Linked DNA regions of Danio rerio: region 2 is linked to region 1. Evidence: chromatin contacts called from public Micro-C data. All regions are on one chromosome and are shown on one strand. The core of a region is the stretch at or near the end of the contact, and the rest is flanking DNA. Distances in the headings are between cores, read along the strand shown. Region 1 overlaps zbtb20 (zinc finger and BTB domain containing 20). Region 2 holds the start of zbtb20 (zinc finger and BTB domain containing 20).

Region 1 (5,080 bases), core at 1,578-4,077:
CCCTTATTTTCGTTGATGAAATGAACACTGCATGAATCCCAGTAAGAGTTTTGAACTCTAAATGGTAGAATTTATTTTACCATCAAAATAAACTGACCAGTACTGAGGCTCAAACCAGCGACCTTCTTGCTGTGAGGTGACAGCACTACCTGCTGTGCCACTGCGTCGCCCATTATTATTATTATTATTATTATTGTTGTTATTTTTATTACCTCCAGAACTGGTGGTTCCTCCGTTGTGGTGACCCCAATTAATAAAGGGACTAGGCTGAAAAGAAAATTGTTTTGAATTTTGTTTCTTTTTCTGAACGCTACCTTGATGTACAAGTAGGTAAAACTAGCTCATTTAGAGGTGGGAACCGGCGGACGTGAAAAAACTTTAATCATGAGGTAAACACAAAACAAAAGATTCCACCTGGAGTTTCTTCTCACGACTTTACACTTGTAAACGATTGCTCCATCAGGCTCACGGCTCTCACACACTTCCATTACCAAGTTGACCAATCACAGAGCTTGGGCTACGCATCGTTGCAATGTGTACTTACATTTTTTGGGAGGTGCACATCGCCGTCAGCCACATTGAGGGCTATGCAATCGTGCGCTTGACGCAGAAGCAAACATCAGCCTTTAGCTAATATGCAGATTTACATTAGACAAATATAATTTTTTTTAATTTTTGTTATTGTTGTTTGTTTATTTATTGTTCTGTCATTTATTTTCAGTGTAAAATTATCAGTTGTGTTTAAATTCCTAAACTTTTCACTTATTTTTAAATCCAAAGAGTGAAATGGACTATTGTTTGTTTATTATTATTATTATTATTATTATTATTATTATTATTATTATTTTGTGCTATATTATTTGTTTACTGAGCAAAATAAAAATGGAAGTAGTCTTCTTGTGATTTTCTAAGCTAGTCGTGTTTTGAAATGAATGAATGCATAAAAATCATGATAACCGTGAAACCGTGATTATTCCTCAGATAGGGCTGGGCGATTTGGCCTAAAATACAAATCTGGATTAACTGAACATTTTAACTCGATTCTGATTAATGAACAATTATTTTATTAATTTCTTTAATTTTTTCCCCTCATAGTTCACTGACAGGTTTAATACAGTGAGAGATTTCTGAATGTAGGGTGGATTACTTGATTTTAAAATGGAAACACACTATGTCTACTATCTATGATTATTTATTAAACAACTGAAATTATAACACAGATTGCCTAAAACAGACTTCACTTTTTATAAAAAATTGAAAATAAATAATAACTGGCTTTCATTCTGCTTTGGCGACCCCTGATTAATAAAGGGACTAAGCTGAAAAGAAAATGAATAAATTAATAAATATATAACCAGCACTTTTGTAAAAAAAAATTAAATTATTTAAAAAAAATGTTCATATTAAAAGTAAAAAATAAGCAATATCTCTTCTAAATAAAATAACTCCTGCAAATCCTGTAAATAATAATTTAATCAGTGCATTTCTTGCATCTTCTGTAAATAATATTTTAATGTAAATAATAATTTAATGTAATTGAAAATATTCTCAGCTTCCAATCATCGTCAATGTAGAGCAAAATAACACAATAGTAACAAACAGAGCAGAGTCACGTGATTCCACAAGCAGTAAGGTACTGTAAGCAATTAAAAAGAATTTACCTGAAAAATGTTGATCGATTATAAGTTCTGAATGTCGATTACTTTTCGATTAATCACCCAGCCCTATCCTCAGACTATAATCATACAAGCAAAATCTATAATCGTTGCATCCTTAGTCAATACAAATAAGGGGAGAAACATACAGTTAAAGTCAGAATTATTTGCCCCCCTTAGATTTTTTTTTTCTTTTTTAAATATTTCCCAACTCATGTTTAACAGAGCAAGGAAATTTTCACAGTATGTCTGATAATATTTTTTCTTCTGGATGAAGTCTTATTTGTTTTATTTCGACTAGAATAAAAGCAGTTTTTAATTTTTTATGAGCTATTTTAAGGTTAATATTATTAGCCCCTTTAAGCTATATTTTTATTCGATAGTCTATAGAACAAACTATTTTTTACAATAACTTTCCTAATTACCCTAACCTGCCTAATTAACCTAGTTAAGCCTTTAAATGTCACTTTAAGGTGTATAGAAGCGTCTTGAAAAATATCTAGTCAAATATTATTTACTGTCATCATGGCAAAGATAAAATAAATCAGTTATTAGAAATGAATTATTAAAGCTATTATGTTTAGAAATGTGTTGAATAAATCTGCTCTCCGTTAAACAGAAATTGGGGGAAAAATAAACAAGAGGGCTAATAATTCTGACTTCAACTGTACATTTTGGAGTATCCAAAGGTTGCACGTCTGCACTAAGGACATTTTGTGATTTCGACCTTGCCTAAAACCTACAAGCGAGAGAAAGTATGTCACACACAGTATAGTGATTCACCGCATCTGAATAATAACTCCCGTCCATAACTGACGCCAAAACCCAGACAAGACAGATACTGTCAGCTTCGATTCTTGCCTGTCTCTTGTCATTCACTATTTTTTTTTTTATATATAGGCCTCTGACACACGTGTGATGCAGATTATTACCACCTATGAACAAGAGACACGGAGACATCAAAAAAGCAGTGGGTATTTAAAAAAAGAAAAGCAGGTCAGCGTACCATTCAGCTGCATTAATATATTTATGTGGGTTTTATACAAATATAGTTTGGTCGCGTTCTAAATAAATCCCCAGCACCACCTCTCTCGCGCTCTTATTGTTTCTGCTGTGTGCCATTAAAGACCAGGCTCAGAGGCAAAGGACAATGTGTGAATGCCGAGCATTGTAAGTCACATTTGCATATTTGAGATTTATATTATTCAGATGCTTGACATCCTTTCCCAGAAACACCCCACACCTCCCTCCTTCGCTCTGCCCGACTCCCCACCCTCACCTTTTTCTTGCCTTGCCTCTCTCCGTCTTTGTTTTCCCCCCATCCCACCCCCCCAGTCCTGATAAAAATGATTTCCAGTCACCGCACGGCATGCTTTATGAGATGGCCGCCTCATTAAAAAGCGTCTCTGATTAACCTGAATATCGCCTGCTTTTCTCACTTTTTTTTTTTCCTCGCTGTCCGTCATAGCGGTATTATTCTTTTCTTTTTAGTGGTCTTTGTCCGTCTGAGCGTCTGCTGACCTCTAGGGACGTATTGACAGTTATTGAGTGACTGACAGAACACACACACACACACACACACACAGGAAAACGTTTGGTTTTTTTTCAGTCGTAATAAAACTGAGAGATTCCCTTCTAAGATTAGAGATTTTTTGGGAGAGGGAAAACAAGGGCGGTGAAGAAGAAAAAAAAGGGGGGGGGGTGCTTATGTGGATTTTTTTTTCCGGAAAAAGGGGGTGGGGAGGGATCTAATTAATTTTGAAGGATCATCGGCCCCTTTCGTCCAAGGCAGAGAAAGAGGCAGGGCGGGAGACGGAGGGGTGAGCGAGTGGGTGGAGCGAGTCTGAACCAGGCAGAATGAGTGAGACAGGCGGAGGCAAGGGGAGGGGAGGGGGGACAGACAGACCCCTGGACTGATTAGGATTCTGGGCAGGTAGCAGGCGGCTGCTGTGCACCCACTGTGGGCCAGGCAGAGAGGAGGGGAACGGCTGCCCACCCGCCTGTGAGTGTGTGTGTGTGTGTGTGTGGGGTGATCTTTGGGAGCAATTCCTGACGTTCGGGATCCTCGCACTTTTGTTACCTAATTTCACCACTGATCACTAGCAAGGCTTGGGATATTTTCGGGGAGAAACTCTGGGTCTGTGAAATTGTGCCCCTGCACAGTATGGTGGGTTCTAAAAGGCCCAATCGTTTTATATTACAAAAAAAAATTCATTTTTGTTTTGTTTTTATTTATTTCAGTTCATGACTAATTTGTGGAGATTTTAGCTTTGTGATGTGTTAGGAAACTGCGTGCTTAAAGGGATCGTTCACCCAAAAATGACATTTCTGTCATCATTTACTGACCTTTGACTTTTTTCGTTCTGTTCTGCACAAAAGAAGAAATTTTGAAGAATGGTGGAAACCGGTAACCATTGACTTCCATATTATTGGACTTTCCTGCCATGGATGTAGATGGTTACCAGTTTCCTACATTTTTCAAAATATCTTATTTTGTGCGATCTGCACAGGATAGCACATCATGGGGTTCTGAAAGGCTCGTTCATTTTACATTGCAAACTAAGAAGAAATTTTGAAGAATGCTGGAAACCGGTAACCATTGACTTTTGTTTTACCTACTGTGGATGCCAATACTTCTGTCCATGCTTAATTTTCAGAGATTTCAGCTTTGTGATTACCTAGTAAACTGCGTATTTAAAGGGATAATTCACCCAAAAATAACATTTCTGACATTATTTAAACACCTTTGACTTTTTTCGTTCTGTTCAACACACAAGAAGATATTTTGAAGAATGGTGGAAACCGGTAACCATTGACTTACATTGCATTTTTTTACCTTCTATGGATGCCAATATTTCTGTCCATGATTATTTTGGGTAGATTTTAGGCTTTCTAATTTCCTAGGAAACTGTGTGCTTAAAGGGATCCTTCACCCAAAAATAACATTTCTGTCATCATTTACTGACCTTTGACTTTTTTCGTTCTGTTCTGCACAAAAGAAGATATTTTGAAGAATGCTGGAAACCGGTAACCATTGACTTCCATATTATTGGACTTTCCTGCCATGGATGTAGTTGGTTACCAGTTTCCTACATTTTTCAAAATATCTTATTTTGTGCGATCTGCACAGGATAGCACATCATGGGGTTCTGAAAGGCTCGTTCATTTTACATTGCAAACTAAGAAGAAATTTTGAAGAATGCTGGAAACCGGTTACCATTGACTTTTATTGCATTTGTTTTACCTACTGTGGATGCCAATACTTCTGTCCATGCTTAATTTTCAGAGATTTTAGCTTTGTGATTACCTAGTAAACTGCGTATTTAAAGGGATAATTCACCCAAAAATAACATTTCTGGCATTATTTAAACACCTTTGACTTTTTTCGTTCTGTTCAACACACAAGAAGATATTTTGAAGAATGC
Region 2 (5,090 bases), core at 431-2,930, 44 kb before region 1:
TAGAAAACGGTTATTCGGAGAGAACAAAACTACAGTCATGCGGACGAAATGTCATTTCTGCTGTTAATGCCAGTTTTATGCGCTATTTTTGGAGAAAGTACCTCAGAAGACTTCGGGCTAACGTTTACAATGCGCCTGACAAAGAGAAGGAGGGGCCAAACTGCTGTTTCTAGGTTGCAAGTCGTCCTCAGCTGACACCTCGGCCTACAATGGGTGCATTTTATGTAGGGCAGACGGTGTGCGTGTCCCCCGGTGAACCTCTCGGTGAAACGCTGCTGTTCATGTTTACAACCGAAAGGGGGACCTCCATATCAAGAAAAGCGCGCAAGCGGACCGGAAACCTCATACTAAGCGGGATGATATTATGGAGGAGAGGGATTGTTACATGTGACGAAATATTTACGTGTGCCAAGGTCGAACCGCTCCTTTATCATAGTAATATACAGAACAGATACCCACGAATTGGCTTGTTCTATGTAAACATGTCTCTTTGATATTTGCCATCAAAGGTTCCTGCCGGGACGTCGTAAATTATAATTATAACGCTGCCAGACATCGTCATATTCGAGATATATGTAAATTACTCTGTTCATTCATATCTCTGAGACACGTTTGCACGATTACTAGTTCATTTTCAAATTGTAGTGTGTGTGTGTATGAATATATATATATATATATATATATATATATATATATATATATATATATATATATATATATATATATATATATATATATATAAACGCCTGAAAAAAAATCACTTGGGCTTGAAGGTTGATTATTCCTCGTCTAGACTACAGACGAGCGCGCGCGCACACACACACCTGTCATTGTCTAGACTGGGGGGAGTCGGGAGGAGGGGGCACTGCTCAGTGTAGCTGGGGACTCGTGAACCACTATTGCATTATTTTGAGTCCGTCACAACGGCTCTGTGAACGTATTGGTGAACAAAAAACTTCGGTGTCACTTTACACGATCTGATTGGCCAGCAGTGCCGTCAGCAACTCTCCTTACGTTTCCTTGAGGTCAGCTAGGGACGTTAAAAAATAAATAAATGAGAAAATAGAAATGCGTAGAAAGTAAAAGCCAACGGGCGGCGAGCAATCTAGCTTGTTGGTCCCCAAATCTGACGGGCAGCGTCATCATCCAATGTGGGCGCGGATATAATTTGGAGAAATTTATTGACATCCTCCCTAACCAATCTAAAGTAGGCTATCTATAAATGATCAACATGCGGGATTCTCGGATGACTGGCCTTTTGGTCGTGGATGGGACATGGATTTCCCGGAGTTTAATTCGCGCTTGTTTGACCAAATAACGTTTAATTCGTGCTAATGTATGCACTTGACCACGCTCAGGAATCAAGGGGGTGAAAGCAGAAACTCCTCCAAAGGGGGACCTTCGACACACTCAGCGGTGCACTTGTACAGTTAGGAAACTGAGGATGCGTAGTGTCCATGCTGGTTCAAGCACAACAATCGCGACAAGGCAAGAATAGTTTCACTTTCAGAGCCACAATGGAGCCAGTTTCAGCGTTCCTCGCCGCGCGGAAGGGAGGGCGTGCGGCTCACCGATTGGGGTAAAGTCATGTTGAACGATTTATATCACAACCTACGTGCTTCAAGAAAGTCCATTCTGTTCCAATCGCCAGCAGAAAGGCGTGGCTGCCCAAAATCTTCGACGAATAGTGAAAAAATGGGAGGGCACGAGCGAGCTGCGTGATGTCCTCTCCGAAGGTAGGCTGCAGCGTGTGTTTATTGATGAGATGAAAGAAGATGGAAGTGAGAAATGAAACAAAGTAAGGGACAATATTAATAAACTCAGTCCTTGCCTGGGGAAAACCGGGGAAGCTGTGAAGCGCTGTAGCCACTGGAGAAGAAAGACCCTTAAAGCAGCAGGTAAGAAATAGGGAGAGGGAAGGGAGGGGGAGGGTACTTATACTATTTATGTTAGGCTATTTATAAGAGTAATAGCAGTCATTCCCTTGATATGAGCCGGGAAAAACTTAAGCTCGAGCTTAAAGTAATAGCTCAGTCGCAAGACTTTACTCATTGTTCAGCAGTGTTTTATAAGTGAACCAGCTTTAAAGAGGAAAAAGCAAACTTGCTAGTGAAATTACATTTACTTGCGAAAGAATCCCCAGGATCTCCATTCTGAAGTTTTCCCTGAACATCTAGTGCTTGTCTAAATTGTGAAACACAGCAAAACAATTATCTAAATGCTTGTTTGGAGTGACGTCTCAGGTGGAATGACCATGTAATTCCTCGCTCGGTCACTCATTTTATACTAGTTCAAGCTGTTGTCGGGATGTGAAGACTTTGTATGTACTTCTTATGGGTTGTGTTCGTTTGCAGTGCGTTTTAATATTTACGCCAAGTTAACCGTAACAACACTGAACCATGACACGAAAAGCAGAGCCGCTAGGGACTTCCCTACATACGACCAAAATATTTGATAGAATAACACCGCTTTGAACGTGTGTTAAGTGTCAAGTATCTCCAATGGGCTCCAGAATGCGAAGTATTTTGTTTAACTCGAGATACAAGTGATGATTTAAACATTTCCGCCGCTTATCCGGAATCCCAGTATTTTCCGGGCTATTGCTAATATTTTATTGACCCCTGTAGATTTGCGCGCTAGCCTCTGGACTCGGGCTATCTCAGACATAAGCAGAATTGTTATGAATGTTGCTGTTTTTCAGTGGATGTATTAAAAGCCAGCTTGAATTGTAGTTATACTAAAGCTGCGGAGTTTTGTAGGGAGTGTATCTGGCGCTTTACCATGTCCGTTATTTGGCATTATTAAATTAGGATACGCAGGCTTGCTAAGTGACCGAATTTTTTAGTGCTCGCTCCGACTATGCGAAGAAAGCGAAATTTAGTTTCAGTCACAAAACATAAATGCCCATCTGTTCTGGATTCTAATGCTTGTACTTACTGAATGACCTCTTTTTGACTCCGTGTTGTGAAGTGCCAGCTTGTTGCCTATAACGCACGCGTTTGGAGGCTACGCAAACAATAAATCTCTCGGCCATTTTAACACCAAAAAACTTCATATGGCAAAACACATTGGAGCTCGTCTTCAGTTTTTTTGGAGGCAACGGGGCCTTTTAGCGGCCGTCCGATCACAGCTCTCATTGTATTGTTATCTCTGTGTGGTAGGAGACGGCGGGTATGGAGCCATGGCATTGGCCCGTAGTGGAAAAAGCAGCCCAGACACATTTTTCATTAATTTATCATATGCCCTCTGTTTCCCGACGCAGTATTATAAAATGTCTGTCTTATATAAGCTGTTTATTTATAGCAAATGACATGAAAAGCTTGTCATTTAATGTGGGGAGATTCTATCCGATGTTGGCTACTTTGATTATTTGAGTGTTTTCGTGTGAACTGAATTGAGGGAAAGCTTGCTTTTAACGGGATAAACACATTTTAACAGTCTCATTTTTATTTAACAAAGTGTGAGTTTGTTCGCACTCAGTTTTTATTTTTTTTTTAATAATTTACGCACCGACAGTCTTACATTTTTGGCAGTGCGGCCTTGGAAGTTTGACCCTTTTACTTATTTATGTATATATATAACAACGCACCTTGGCTATATAACAGTCGAATAAGATTTAATTTAACGTTAATGATTTTTTAAAGTTTAGACATATTGATTAAAAGCAAAGTATTTTATTGAATATAAATACATTATACAGTAGGGTTTAGGAGAAATCATGACCTCTGGTCTATTAACCCCGTTTTGCTTTGCGGTACATTAATATATTTTGAATTATAATTATGAGTGCCTGTCAAACACTTTTTATGTCTTGTTTCAATCATTCTACGTTTCACATATAACCTAAATATGTATGTCTTTACATCTTATGTGGCTATGAGAGGATAATGCATACATTAAGTAAAGCCTAAGTATTTTATCTTATTATTAATCGTTGGAAATGTTTGAGGAATACTTAGTTGTTCTTTGTGCTTGTAATATTATTGCAAATATATATCTGAAACTGTATCTTTTGGCACTTTATTTATTTAATTATTTTTTGCTCTGGTACCGACCTTCTTTTCATATAGCCTAACTCTTTTGTAAAAGCTTTCCTGCATCTGCAGGCAGGACTTCGTCGAGTAATTTAACTCTTTCCATATCCATGACAAACTAGTTTTTTATTAAAGATCACTTTGAATAAAAATCCGTGTTATAAGGCCTGTATTAGTTTATGAATTAAGCCCTTCAGCACGTGCTAGACTGCTCCGCTTCTACTTTTTCATGGTGTTTTTTTATTATTGTGCACCTGCTTAATGAAGTGGAAATACGTCTTCAACTGTATCAATTAAAAACGTGTGTAGTTTTATGGCTGTTTTGGACGGTATTCGATAGGAAAGGAGGGCCTTGGCTGTGTGTAGGCTGTTCGTCTGTCAGCTTTAAGTTGCTGTAGCTCTGCGTGAATAGGAGCACGTTATACAACAACAAAACCGAAAATAAACTTTATTGTAAATGTGAATCGCATGTATTGTAAACAGAAGTAGCCTAAACATGTTAGGAGTCCTAACAGTTGCTTTAGCCAAGATATTTATAATCCTGTGTGTCTCCTGAATGCTTTTTGAGTGTTATTACACTGTAGTTAAACATAACTATGGCTTTGCTTAGAAATATGTGACACATTTGTGTTTAAAAAAATAAACTTGTGTGTTTTAGCATTTTAATGAGTTTTAATATTATAAATTTGATTCTTGAGTGACTTAAACCCTTAAGCAATGCATTGAATGAGTATTGTTGATAACTTATATACATTAACAAAGAGTCTTTTAAGCATTAATGTGTGTATTGTGTTTACTCATTTGAAATCCATATTGATTGTTGCTTACAATGATCACCTCATTGAGTTGAAATTATAACAGCAAAATAAGAGCGCATGGTCATCGTATGTGCTTTGAAGCACTTTTTACATTTATGCTTAATGACCTTTGAATGTTTAATGATGCAGCAACGTGCTTTAATTCCTGCGGATAATCATTTATTTATAATACAGTACTTATGTATTTATTTATTTTGGGTGTGATAGATGATAGACGATTGAGACCTATGGACTTCAG

The links. A called contact is a pair of places that touch in the nucleus more often than the background predicts.
Region 2: a Micro-C map of caudal fin shows a contact between it and region 1, with 8 times the contacts expected there. The contact joins the promoter of zbtb20 here to the enhancer-like site in region 1. A contact is called at or near these places in 2 of 18 Hi-C or Micro-C datasets (caudal fin and embryo).

Annotation. Positions count from the first base shown.
Region 1 is chr5:73,632,133-73,637,212 of GRCz12tu, reverse strand. All of the region lies in intron 1 of zbtb20 (zinc finger and BTB domain containing 20), which reads left to right. Among named protein-coding and RNA genes, the nearest start is that of zbtb20, 44 kb to the left of the region's middle. Within about 2 kb of position 2,827, at least 25 of the 62 cell types and tissues checked have an H3K27ac peak or open chromatin away from gene starts, as enhancers often do. A contact at or near this core is called in caudal fin, where this site is marked.
Region 2 is chr5:73,674,948-73,680,037 of GRCz12tu, reverse strand. It overlaps zbtb20 (zinc finger and BTB domain containing 20), which reads left to right and starts at 1,680. Exons shown (of 4, transcript NM_001080604.1): 1 at 1,680-1,898.